Linked DNA regions of Sus scrofa: region 2 is linked to region 1. Evidence: chromatin contacts called from public Hi-C data. All regions are on one chromosome and are shown on one strand. The core of a region is the stretch at or near the end of the contact, and the rest is flanking DNA. Distances in the headings are between cores, read along the strand shown.

Region 1 (7,131 bases), core at 4,219-6,718:
ACTGTTTAAACTCCAAGAGCAATATATTAAGAAAAAATGTTTTGCATAGCCTTCCTGGGTTTGCTGTTTAATTTTTGCCAAGCTGCAGGATATTAAATAATATCTTAGTGTTCTTAATTAATGTTTTCTCAATTGCCATTTAGCTTTATTATGTGATTTCATGTCAAATGCTATTCTAAATGTAAAAATAACTTTTCAGATTATAAAAATAGTACTTTCTGTAGGAAATTTGAAACTCTCAGGGATAAATACAGTTTGGATTGTGATGCATTTTGAATCTTCCAGTCTTTTCTTCTTTGGCCTATGTGATTATCTAGCTTGAGATCATACTGTATATACAGTTTGGTATTCTTTTTCATTTAACTTTGTATCCTGAGAAATTCATATGTGATTCAGTATTATTAAAACCTGTCTTGTAATGGCTGCTTACTAGTGGTCTAACACATGGATGTACCATAACTCATGGAACAGTAGGTCATTACATTGTTTGTAACTGTTGTAAGTAATGCTGACACAACATCTTTGTATCTGTCTAGTCATGTTTATAAAGTAAAGGATGTTGGATAATATGATGAGCTCTGAATATGCTGCCCTTTTCCAAACATACATGCCAAGTGTGCAGGAGATGGGTGTCTGTTGGGGAGGCACTGTCTACAGGTAGGCATAACTCGCCTTAGCTGGGACTTAGATACAACATGGACCTGTAGAGCCTTTGGCTAAGAACACTCACCTTTCTGGTTCTCTCTGCACAGTCCTACTGCTACAGGTACCGCTGTGCTGCTCGAAGCCAGAACACGCCGGACAGCTCGGCTTCAAATCTGGGGTTCCGCTGTGCAGCTGACCACCAGCCCACCACAGGCTGAGTCAGGAGGAGTCTTCCCGAATCCGAGAAGTCGTGTCTAATGTGCATGCGGCTTCCTTCAGAATGCTGACCCACCTCGTGGAAGAATTTCCACATCAGGTGGGCTACGTACCTGCCCGATGGCCAAAGGAACTGTGTTGTGAGACCAAATTGCCGCTGACCTGCATCAGCATGTGCGCTTTATTGTGTGATGTATTTTTGGAGCTCATTGCCATGTTTTATTTTTGAGAGTCTTTTAAAGAGGGAGGAGGTGGAGGGCACCCTGAGCTAGGTTTCAGTAGGCCTGTGTTCTACCAGGCTCTGCCCAGGGGATTAGACCCCAGGGTCCCACACTTGACCTTCCTGGGCCTCAGTGACCTCATGGGTCCAGTGACAGGGTGCACAACATGGTCTCTGAGGCTCTCTCCCCACTCACAAATTCTCTGAGTATATCAGATTCTATTGTGATTTCATAGTGAGAATTTATGACAGATTATTTTTTAGCAATTTTTTTCATGTGTGAAACTTGGGTGATACTAATCATGTAAATAATTGTTCTCTTATATATTATTTTCAGAAAAGGATGAGGGTGGTGGTAGTGATGATTCTTTATATTCATACTGCACTTTGTTTTGTCAAGGAAATCAGTGTCTTTTACATGGTTATGATGCATCCCACTTGGGCCAGCAATGTGCTCTCAAGTTCAGCAATCTGAACTCGCAGGAATGTCTGTGGGGTGACTCTACTGTGCTTTATTTTTAAAAATTAAGTGCCTTTGGTTCAGGGGGCAGTTATAAGCCCTATTTCCCCCTCTCCCCAAAGCCTTTGGTGAATGTGAAATCTGTGCCACATGGAGAAACTTGTTTAATTCTAGATGTAGGAAAAAAGGAACAAGAACCTTGAATTGACTATATTCAAGGTATCCAGTATTTTGTAATAGAGAAGTAGGAAATCTTGTTGGCTGTGGAATATCAGATGCTTTGGATCATGCACTATGTTGAATAAACTGGTATCTGCTAAATCAGGCTTCACTCTCATTGGTTCCCTTTCCATTTCCCTCTATTATGTTTTCTTTGAAAGAAATGACTTTGTGATGATGTCTGTGTTTTCTTTGCTAGAAAGCTTTTCATGTCCACTAGCTACCTGATAACTTTGATATGTGAGCAGTTTGTGGGGACTTTTATTCCCCAAGGCAAGGCTTCAGCCAGGAACCTAACGGTGACCTTCCCTCAGTAGATGAGGCAAAGTCAAGGGTGGTGGTTCCATTCTGTAAAACCCGATTACTGCTTCACATGCCAGGAAAGCACCTGTTTTAGAGTAATGGCTTCCAACCAGAGGTCCCTGTCATCAGGACCTCAGCCTGATTCCCCAGTTCTTGAAGACCCTCAATTCATTTCTAGCATGGCATTTGACAGGAGTGGCTCATCTTTATGTTGGTTGTTCGTAAAGTAAGTCCAATAATATTCATAAGTGTTCAGCCAACTTTTCATTGCTACTTTTGTGCTTAGCCTCCTAATATTAAAAGATTTATCTTGAAAAACTTTTTCTTGTGTTGCTGGGGTGTTGGGCCACATTTGCTAATCTGCCACTTTGTGGATAAAAAATGTTTCTTGGAGTTCCCTGGTGGCCTAGCAATTAATGATCCCATGTTGTCATTGCTGTGGTGTGGGTTCAGTCCCTGGCCTGGGAACTTCTGCATGCCATGGGCATGCCCCTCCCCTCCAAAAAAAAAGAAAAAAAGAAAATGTTTCTTTATAAACTTTCACCAATTGATGATTAACACCAGGCAAAACAAACAAACAAAAAACTTACTACATTGAAAAAGCTAGTGGAAGAAATAGGTATTTTATTCTTAAAGTCACCACTACTCAAGCACAGTTTTTGTTTTTACTTATTACCTCCCACCTGCTTGTATTTTTTTACATGGTTATAGTTTTAGTGTGTATATTTTGGATTCTTCTGTTGGTAATTAATGTTATATAGCATAAATATTTGGGGGCGTGTTTTGGCTTAGTCTTTAGAATTGCATTTTTAGTAAGAGCACAATGTTAGAAAGCATTTAAAATGAAATCGTAACCAGCCCTTCTTTTAAAAAACACATTATTAGGTTACTGACTAGAGATTGCACCAAACTACTGACAGCTGTGGCCACTACCCTTTGTAATATTGAGTGTTAACTTATGAACAGACTGACAACATTGTAGTATAATGATTGCAGCCTTAATGCCATATGTGCATTCTTGAAAAAAACCTCACCTTTTGTAAAATCATACCTAAAAAGTAGGGAGCGTAAGGGAGAAATAGAGGTAGGGAGAAACCACTGAAATCTTAAGGAACTTTGTAACCAGAGGACTATCAAAAATAATAATGATCCTCAGTTAAATCTGCAGTGTCTTTTGAAGCCATCATTTCAGCCAGTCAGTCCTTTGTGGCCCTAAGCCCTGGGGTGCCTCCTTCTTCCTTCTCCAAGATGTTAGTTTTTTGGTTGTTTTTGTTTTTATCGAAGTATACAATGTTGAGTTAGTTTCATATATACAGCAAACTAATTCAGTTACTCATATATGTATTTGTTTTCAGATTCTTTTCCATTATAGGTTATTACAAGATATTGAATATAGTTCCCTGTGCTATATGGTAGGTACTTGTTATTTATCTATTTATGTAAATATAATATATATATTATATATATATAATAGTAGAGTGTTAAGATATAAGTTTTTAATGGCATTTGCTTTTAATGGAGACCACTTCTATCAAAAGTAAAGATCTGATTGGGGAGTTCCCATCGTGGCACAGCAGAAACGAATCTGACTAGGAACCCTGAGGTTGCGGGTTTGATCCCTGGCCTCGCTTGGTGGGTTAAGGATCCGGTGCTGCTATGAGCTGTGGTGTAGGTTGCAGACGAAGCTTGGATCCTGCATTGCTGTGGCTGTGGTATAGGCTGGTGGCTGTAGCTCCGATTTGACCCCTGGCCAGGGAAACTCCATGTGCTGCAGGTGTGGCCCTAAAAAAAGGCAAAAAAAAAAAAAATCGGAGTTTAGATTTTTGTATCAATCTTTTTTAAGATGGGGGAATTTTTTGTAGTATCTTTATTTGAATGCTCAGATTTTCAGAGAGATTAAGATAGGGCAGATTTTAGCTATTTTGAAGCCACTAAATCACTATTTATGCTTCCAGAGGATTAAAAAAATTGGGGTGGGGAGAGATCTTCATATATTGTTAAAGTTTTAAGTTGCAAGAATGTTTACCCCTGATTGTTTCAAAACACATCTCTAATAACATATACCCCAACATAACTTCCACATCCTTCTGTCTTCCAACTTATGTTTACTAATCACTTATGAGCTATTTCTGCATCAAAGAAATATTCATTGTAGCAAAACAGATTACTTGGCTGATAAGCCAGTACCAATGTTGAGACTCTGTTTTGTTGTTACTGCTGCTTGTTTTTTTAGGAGCTCATATATTGGGTCTATGCTTCTATTTCATTTTTTGCCCCATTGAAGCATAGAGGAAATTTAATCTGTGTTCTCAAATCTGCTTTGGTCCTGAATCCTGGACAATTTCTTTATTTTTAGGGGTGTACGCAAGGGGCTGATTAGGTAACAAGTCACATCTTCTTTTTAAAAGCCATGTAAACATGTTTAGAAGAGGGAAAGGGATGGGGAATGATGGTCATCTTGATCAAGAGTGATGTTTCCTTCTTGGAAAGCATCAAATTACACAGAGACCTCGAACTTTGTATGGTTCAGCCTACAGCTTAAAATGAAATACAGATCTGCATCAATGAAGACTTTTCTTTTTTAAGTCCTCCCTCCCTGCCTTGGTTTGTTTGTTTGTTTTGATAAAGCATCTCTGTTGTCCATATGACCCTTTAGGAAAAAAAAGAGATGCTGTTCATTTTAGTAAGTATTTATTTGGGCTAGAATGTGGTGGGGTAATGGCTCCAAACTAATATATTGGTAACTTCTGTAGAAATGGACCGTCTTTACTGAGAATTCTATTGTTGACATAAAATAAGGCAACAGGTCTTTCATCTATGAGAAGCTCACAATTTTAGGCTTCTTGCCCTCACCTTTTCAAAATGGCTTATGTTTTCAGGCTACACAGAATTGTTTTATGTGGTAAAATCCATAGTGGACTTAATAAAAGGAGTATTTTGAAAAAAATAAGGAAATATGGGGTTTTTTTTTGGTTCTGAGACTTTAGGAATTTCATACAAGAGACTAAGGTGGGATTTATTTTTCTTTATAAAATGATATTTTGCATGCATTTCTTCCTCATTCCTTCCACTAACCTCCCCACTGGCAATATTTCTCATCAGGGAGTTAACCTGCAGGCTGGCGATTAGGTGGAATTCAGGAGGTGTGGAGCCTGGCTCTCGAGGGAACAGGGCCCAGGCTGAATGTGTGAGTGATGCCCATTCTAAAGGCGCTGCCACTGCTCTGCCCTCCCATGGCTGCTGTGCAGCAGTGCCAGCCCAGAGTTGCTCTGTACCCCAGTTTCTGTGAGTAGCTGGTTGTCTGCATTCTCATGTGAAGTCTTCTGAGTTTTTAATGTTGGCAACCAAATCAGATTTAAAAAACAAAACAAAACTGGACGTTCCCATGGCGTCATGGGTTGAGGATCTCGCATTGCTGCACCTATGGCACAGGTTACAACTCTAGAGGGGGTTGAATCCAGCCCAGGAACTTCTACAGGCCACAGGTGTGGCCAAAAAAACAAAAAACAAAAAACCCTCGAAAAACAAACACGAATACACACTGTGAAGACCTAATAAATTGCTTCTGTAGCCAGATTTAGTCTGGAGGGTGCAAGTTTTCAACCTAGATTATGAAAATTTATTCATTTCAAGGAGCACAAAATCTTGTATTCCTTTCTGGAAAATGATCGAGTAAATAATGTACCAGTTATAAATGTCCAACTGTGAGAAAGGGCAGTGGCTTGCCCAGGACATCATCTTAGCAGAATTGCCTTCTCTCCATCCCCATGCCATCCCACCTAAAATCATTTAACAGCCATGGGTAATCTCAGCAGTGCTCTCAACAGTTCATTTTCATTAACTGGCACTTACTACTGAATTTGCAGACAAATATCAAAGAATAGCAGAAATGTCAGTTTCTTGACTGTGAGTGTCATTTATTAAAACTTAGTTCTCTGTAATACAAACTACCCCAGAGTAGGCCTTGTTTTTATAGGTTTTGCCAGAATCAGTCATGCTATTAGTAAAAGATGGCCTTTGTTGTTTAAAAATGCCGTGGAAATTATTAACTCCAAGAGCCTCAGACGGAGCTCTGGCAGCAGGCCAGAATGCCTGACTCTTTATGTTGAGGCCATTGGAGCAGCAATCTAATTTTTTGATTAAGCAAAATCATTACAAATAGTATTCAGATAGGCTGTAAAATGAGAAATGCTCTTCTCTGAAACTTGCCCTATTTAGGATTGGAAAGTTGACGGGATTATCGCCAAGGGGTGGAATTTTTCAGCTTCAAATCAGATTCTAATCTGCCCCCAAATGGTAATTGACCCCAAAATCATCATTATGAGAAGGCTGGTTGGGCCTTTGGAATTAGTCACCATTGTCAGGCAAGAAGGTGATTCCATTTCAGAGTAAATAAAGGTCTGGTAGATCCTTTCCTACCCCTGGGTCGGGGCCATGTTTTACAAACTCCTTGTTTTCTTTGCTGAGGAAATGGAACACCCATCAGAGCAACTCTTTTCCAGCATGTAAATTTGGCACCTCAACAGGGTAACATTAGAAGCTCTGAATCAACACTGAGGGGGAAAGTGAAACCAACTAACAGTCAATCAGGGAACAGAGATAAGCCCTTCCTTGTCAGGTGGCACTGATAAAAAGTTCACCTGCATTTAGTTTGGTGCCTGTGAAGAAGGGCCCTTTGTGGTTGCTTTTTTGAAGACTATAGTTTTTCTCTGTTTCAGACACTTGACAAATAAAATTTAATTTATTTACTTCTAATTGACACCTAAGGATGCCCTTTAATCTCTTCCATTAGCTTCTTTAAAAGGCAGTTTAGCATCATATGAAAAAAGCACCAGAATAAGATTATCTGGGATTATTTACCTACCCCTCCACCTACCTACCTTGTGACCTTAGCAAGTAATGCCCTCTCAGGCAAATGGGGGCAATGACCTCTTGGGCTTGTGGGGAGATATGAAATGATGCAAAAATATTTAGCACAAATTACTTTGGCAAAGTGCTTACTAAGTACTTGTTTCTATTAGGAGTATGATTATTAAGATAGAGGAGCAGGAAGGTACCACCAAACAGT
Region 2 (6,520 bases), core at 1,291-3,790, 630 kb before region 1:
TGGGAAGGTTGGACAACACAGGCTCCTGGGTGGAACACGACAGCAAGAAACCAAAGCAGAGTCATGGCTGCCCCTGTAGCCAGGCCACATGGTTACTCTGCGCCAGAATCCACCAGGCTCCTGGGTTTGCGTGACTCCTCTGGCCTCTGGAAGTAACTGAGTTTGTAATCCCTGCTCTCGTGGTGTAACCCAACTGGTAGAGGTTTTACGTCAGTCTACTTTCTTCCCTTCTGTAAGTGGAAAGACCTAGTTATAATAGAGATTAATTTTTCCACTGAGGTAAATTGTACTACCACCCCAAATTAGATTGCAGAAGCACTTACATGCAGTTTGGTTTTAAACAAATTTTCCACCCCAATGCAAAAATGCTATTTGGCATATTTAGAATCTTTCCCCTTCTCACAGTAAAGGTTTTTTTTTTTTTTTTTTTTTTTTTTTTTCATGACAACTGAAATTCCCATTATTCAACTATCTACTAAGTGCTTTGAGAGTTGGAGATGATTCTAGCTGATGAAGCATAATTTCTGTTTTATGGGTAGCTTTCAGCAATGTAGGCCCTGGTGTAATCTGATTTAATGCTCATTAATTGAATTGCTCTACAGTTTACTGTTTGAAGCTCAATGCATATTTTCAAAGGCAGCTCCATTTCCTCTTAAGCCCTGACACCATTTTTCTATCCCTCCCAATCTGTAAGTTAAATGACTCACAATTTCTTCCAAGGGTCCTTAGCCCTGAGCAAACAGGAGGGGATCCTACTTGTAAACTTTCTCTCCCACTGCTGACATGGAATGGCCACCTGATTTGTTTTTACAGGATAAGTCCCCAGCAAGCACCATCTAAAAAGACAGAGCAAACCCTAAAAAAGTGCTTCTCGAAGTGTGGTCCCTGGACCAGCAGTGTCAGTAGCACTTTTGATTAGAAATGCATACTCTGGGCCCCACCCCAGACTTGCAGAATCCAAACCTGCATTTGAATGAGATCTCCAGTTGATTGATCAATAATGAAAACAAGGCAATTGCTTTAGTGAAAAGGACCGTGAAGTATATAAAAGAGAATGACGTAACAGTGACTGGGAAGAGGCTACTTCCCAGAGCAGCTATTCTCAGACTTTTTGGTCGCAGGCTCAAATTGCACTCTTAAAGACTGGTGAGGATCCTAACCAGCTTTGTTTATGTGGGTTCTATCTATCAGTATTTACCATGTCAGAAATGAAAACTAGTAATATTTACAAACATTGTTAATTCACCTTAAAATAATAAACTTTGGAAATTCCCATTGTGGCTCGGCGGTAACAAACCTGACTAGTACCCATGAGGACTCAGGTTTGATCCCTGGCCTTGTTCAGTGGGTTAAGGATCTGGTGTTGCCGTGAGCTGTGGTGTAGGCCGGCAGCTGCAGCATCAATTAGACCCCTAGCTTGGGAACTTCTGTAGGCTGCAGGAGCAGCCCTAAAAAAAGAAAAAAAAAAAAAAAAAAAAAATTAAAATAAATAAATCTTACCTATATATAAAACATATTTTATTAAAATGGTCATATTTTCTATTTTTTCTTTCCTTATTCTTTTTAAAAAATTTCATTAGCCTTATTTTCTAAAACTAAAAGAATTAATAAGAAGAGTGACATAGGTTCACATGCTTGCAAATCCCTTTAAATGTCTGCCTTAATAGAAGAAGTCTAGATACTCATACCTGCTTCTGCATTCAGTCTTTTGGAGCATGATATGTCATGTGAACTCTGGAAAACTCCACTGCACACATAAGAGAGAAATAGTGAAAAAGGCAAATACCCTCCTAGTTTTGCTATAAAAATAGTTTTGAGTTTGGGTATTCCCCCACCCCACCCCCACACACAGAGGGTGGGTCCTGGACCACACTTGGAACTGGTGATGTGTTGTGATATAGCAATGGAGAAAGGCCTCACAGTGTGGGGGCGTGTAAAGAGCCATCTCCATGATAAAGAGTGGGATGACTTCTCACTTTAAAACAACCCTAGAGGGAGTTCCCCTTATGGCCCAGCAGGTTAGGAACCCGACTTGTATCCAGGAGGTTTTGGGTTTGACCCCTGGCTTCGTGTTGACCCCAGCTATGACGTAGGTCACAGATTTGGCTCAGATCTTGAGTGGTTGTGGCACAGGCTGGCAGCTGCCTAGTCCGGAAACTTCCATATGCCACAGGTACAGCCCTAGAAAGAGGAAAACAAACCAAAAACCCCCCAAAACCTAGAGATCGTTCAATGAGGGTGTCAATTCGACTTTTGGTTCCGACTTGGACCTAAAGGAGCTGCAAAACAAATGACAGGTCCCTTGTCCTCTCTGAGCCTCGGTTTCCTGGTCTGTCTTTTTTTTTAGGAGGGTGAACTCTTAATATTACAGCCCCCACTCCACCACCCACCTCCCTCCCTTTGGGAGGTCCCAGCGGGAACTTTAGAGCAACCTTATCTTCTGCCCAGCAGAGGGCGATGGAGACCAGCTCTGGCTGCACCATCTCCACCCCGGAGGCCCTTTACCGCCTTGCTGTGTAGAGACACAAGGTTCCCTCGTGATCCGGGCGGTTTACTTGGCATCATCTGGCACCAGGTATCTCAGGCAACCTGGGCCCTCTCCGGGGAGCGGTTGAGAGCCGCCAGAGCCCTTCCCATTGATCCAAACGTGGCCAGGTTGGGAGGCTCGGATTTTCCTGAGAAGTCTGGGAAGAGCAGAGGGGGAGAACTGGTTTGGGCATTTCCCCGCCCCCCCCCCCCCCCTCCACTGGGCCTGTCAGTGAGAAAGCACCCAGGAGCTGTTGACTCTGCACAGGGAAAACCAGGCGGGGTGGCCGGAAGGGAACAAGACGGAGCGCAGCGCCAACTCTCCCCCGGGGCTGCCTGCCTGCAGGCACGGGGCTGCGCTTGCATCAGCGCTGCCAAGGCTGGGGCCAGGGCCGCCCGCGACGTCAGCCGCCTTCCCAGAAGAATTCCACCGCCTGCGGCCTGGGGCCGGCCCGCGTGGGGGCGGGGGCTTTTGGTTTCGGAGGATGACACCACTTGCTTGCTGCCTCTCCTCGCCCGCACTCCGTTGTCATGGAGACGACAGCATCCTGGTAGCCTTGGCGAAGCCAACCCGCCCTCGAGAAGTGACCCGGAGCACGGCCCACTCAGGAAACCACTGGCTCTAGGATGCTCGCGCAGGGGGACAGGGCTGCGCCTCCCGGATTTTCCCCTGGGGGCGCCCTGCAGGGCCACCTTCCTTATTCTACAGGATTATCAAGATCTCGAAGCACTCTCACCAAGTGTCTAGAAACATCCCTGGGCGGGGAGGCGCGCGCGGGGCGGGAGGGGGGTGAAATCGGAAGACCAAAAAGGAGCCCTAAAACAACCTGTATGAGGCAGAACTGATTTTTCAGTCCTTTAAGTTTTTGCTTTTTTTTTTTTTTTTTTTTTTCTTTTCTTTCAAGGAGCAGTTTCTAATGATTATCTTCAAAAGATTCTCTGGCTGAAGCTACCCTCAGTGAAGCAGTTTGTTTTAGTTCGCTTTGGCAAGCTAATTGAGCACCTAGACTGTGCCAGGCTAAGGGAGTGGGGGTTGATAATAATAGTGGGGCGTTGAACACGTTCAACCAGACATAGAAGTGAACTCATTTATTCTTTCCCACAACCTTAAGAGGTAGGTCTTGTCCCATTCTAGAGAAGAAAACTCAGAATATCCAGTAAATCTGAGACCGATTAGGGGGTAAAATCAGAACTGAATCCTAAACCAGAGATCTTAACCATTACCAAGCAGCCTCTGGAACCATGAATTAAAATGGTGGGTATGACCTTTAGTCTCTGGAACCAAGACTGCATTTTTTTACTGCGCGGAGACCATGCATTTAATTTTTAATTCTGTGTGAATAATAACTGAGAAGGTCAGGACAAAAATAATCCTAAAAAAGGAATAAGGCTTATATAATAATAACAAATGCAGCTAACACTGAATACCCACTGTACATCAGGCACCCACTAGTCATTACCACTCTTGGTACAACAACTCTCTGAAGTCAGTTCTATTACTTTGGACCCTGCTTTGCAAATGAGGAAACTGAGGCACAAACTGGTGAAGTAATTTGTCCGAGTCCCATAGCTGGTAGATTAATACTTGGTAACTAATAAATTCGTGTGAGGATCCAGAGTGGACATTCAGTACAATTGCACTCAGCTTTGGAGAGAGTGGAGAGAAAGCACTATACACAAACACCTCAAGAAAAGCATATTTATTCAGACCATTTCCATCTAAAATGTATTATAATTTTAAAGCAAGCTAGGGTAGGGTAACTTTTATCCCCATGGGGAAAAAACATTGCTAAGCAAATACTGTAAACAAGGTGAGAACAATTCTGCAGGATATTTTAGAATTCAGAAAGCACTTTCCAGAGTTCCCATTGTGGCTCAGCAGTAATGAACCTGACTAGTATCCTGCAGGATGTGAGTTTGATCCCTGGCCTTGCTTAGTGGGTGAAGGATCTGGCATTGCTATGACCTGTGGTGTAGGTTGCAGACTTGCTCAGATCCACCATTGCTGTGGCTACGATGTAGACAGGCAGCTACAGCTCCGATTCTATCCCTAACCTTGGAATTGCCATATGCAATGGGTACGGCCCTTAAAAAAAAAAAAAGAAAAAAAAAAAAATTAAGCACTTTTCTTCCCAGAATCTAAGTTCATCATCACAGCCCTCCTGAGTAGTTAGATAATCGGTAGCATACAGGTACAATGAACTATTATTCAACCTTAAACAGGAATGAACATATGACACAGGCTACAACATAGGCTAATCCTGAGGATATTATGTTAAGTGAAATAAGTCAGTCACCAAAGGACAAATTTTACTTGATTCCACTTATAAGAGCTATAATAGACCCATTTATAGAGGTATAAAGATAGAGATGGGGGCTGAGGGGAGGAGGGGATTGGCAGTTACTGTTTCACGGGTGTAGAACTTTTGTTGAAGATGGTGAGCAAGTCCTAGAAATGGGTGACGGTGATGGTTGCACAACATTTTGAAGTACTTAATGCCACTGAATTGTAAGCTTAAAATGATTAAAATGATACATTTTATGTTATGTAGATTTTATCATAATGAAAAAAATTGTTTAAAAAGAAAGGAAACTGCCTTAGCATTCCCCATCCTTATCTGACTTTTTCTTTTCAAAAGGGAATTCTTATGTGTTGATTAAAGCAGGTGCAGCTTTAAACCTGAGACCCATTTCTTAGCCTGGCAGAGGTTGCTGCCTCCACTTGAAAGTAAGACAACGTCACACCTTTAAAAATAGCTCACAATCGTGTGTTTTCACTCAGTGCAGGAGACTGGTATTCCCCTCAGGTATTCCAAATGAGCAAGATCTGGCCGGGAGGGGGCAAAGCAAGAGTGAGTCACTGGTTTGGCAGGTGAGGTCATCATGGGGTGACCGTCTGCGTCAAGCGGGCTCCTCACCTCCCACATCTCCCATCTTCTCCCCTCGGGGGTGGCCAGGTCACCAGCCAGCTTAGCTGGAAGTTGAGCTGCTCCAGTGTGATGTTCAGTGGGAGACATTCCTCTTCATGACTCAGTGATTCAACAGCCCAACAGATGGGCTCGTAAAGCCCTCAGTAACCAAAGCCAGCTTGGAGGTCAAGACCCAGGCCTGCCGCGTCACGGTCTATAAGTAAAAGAGGGAAGATGTACATCCTTGGGAAGGGAGAGGACAGAGCTTGTTTTCTGTTGGGTGGAATGCTAACTATCTAAGAAATGGTGGCATGGTTCTACTTTTCTTGATTATCCTGATTAAGGCAACTAGGGAGAGTGGAACAGGGAAGGAGACAGTAAATATTTGCTGAATTATTCTTACTTTGGAAGAGTTGAACAGAAAGGACAATCCCAAACTACGAGTAGAAAATCCCATATTCTTACTTAGCTTCTGCCAACCCTAGTTTTCTCATAGGGGAAGCGAAATGGAGGCTTGATATATTTTGCTGGAATTGACACAGGTTATATGTGGACAGCCATGGTACTGACACAAAAAAATCATGATGTTTATGCAGGTAACTAGGTTATTAATAAGTGGTAACGTGAAGGGACTTTCTTGGACATGTTTGTACACTCATCTAGCAACCATTAACAGAAGAGCCATGTATGTAAGATGAAGGAGAGTGAGAAAGAGAAAGTTTTTGATTTATTTGTTTTGCCTTTTTCCTCTTTTGTCTCTACACTGTTGAGTCAGTCTGGGATGGTTTAAAGTACATGGACCTTAGCATCAGACAAGACTTGCATTAGTCAGTCAGGGACTCTGGTTGTAAGGAAGAGAAACTGGGTTTAAATCAGCTAGAGGGGGAGAGATTCAGGAGATGGCTTCAGGCACAGCTGAATCCAGGTGCCCAAATGCTTAGGATTGGTTGTTCTCTATCTCAACTGTGCCTTTGTGGGCCCAGGAAGTAGCCAAGAATTTTCCCGGTAGCCCTGGACTTTCATTCTATTGGCATAACAACTTCATTAGAAAGAAATCTCCTCAGGAGTTCCCATCCTGGCTCAGT

The links. A called contact is a pair of places that touch in the nucleus more often than the background predicts.
Region 2: a contact with region 1 is called in a Hi-C map of omental adipose tissue, with 1.7 times the contacts expected there. The contact joins two enhancer-like sites. A contact is called at or near these places in 7 of 47 Hi-C or Micro-C datasets (embryonic fibroblasts, heart right ventricle, omental adipose tissue and 3 more) and 1 of 2 datasets of contacts at active chromatin or transcription factors (alveolar macrophages).

Annotation. Positions count from the first base shown.
Region 1 is chr13:60,941,453-60,948,583 of Sscrofa11.1, reverse strand. It overlaps SUMF1 (sulfatase modifying factor 1), which reads left to right. Exons shown (of 9, transcript NM_001244932.1): 9 at 753-1,862. The coding sequence ends at 863. Among named protein-coding and RNA genes, the nearest start is that of SUMF1, 92 kb to the left of the region's middle. Within about 2 kb of position 5,468, at least 7 of the 83 cell types and tissues checked have an H3K27ac peak or open chromatin away from gene starts, as enhancers often do. A contact at or near this core is called in omental adipose tissue, where this site is marked.
Region 2 is chr13:61,568,476-61,574,995 of Sscrofa11.1, reverse strand. No RefSeq gene overlaps it. Among named protein-coding and RNA genes, the nearest start is that of BHLHE40, 44 kb to the right of the region's middle. Within about 2 kb of position 2,540, at least 66 of the 83 cell types and tissues checked have an H3K27ac peak or open chromatin away from gene starts, as enhancers often do. A contact at or near this core is called in omental adipose tissue, where this site is marked.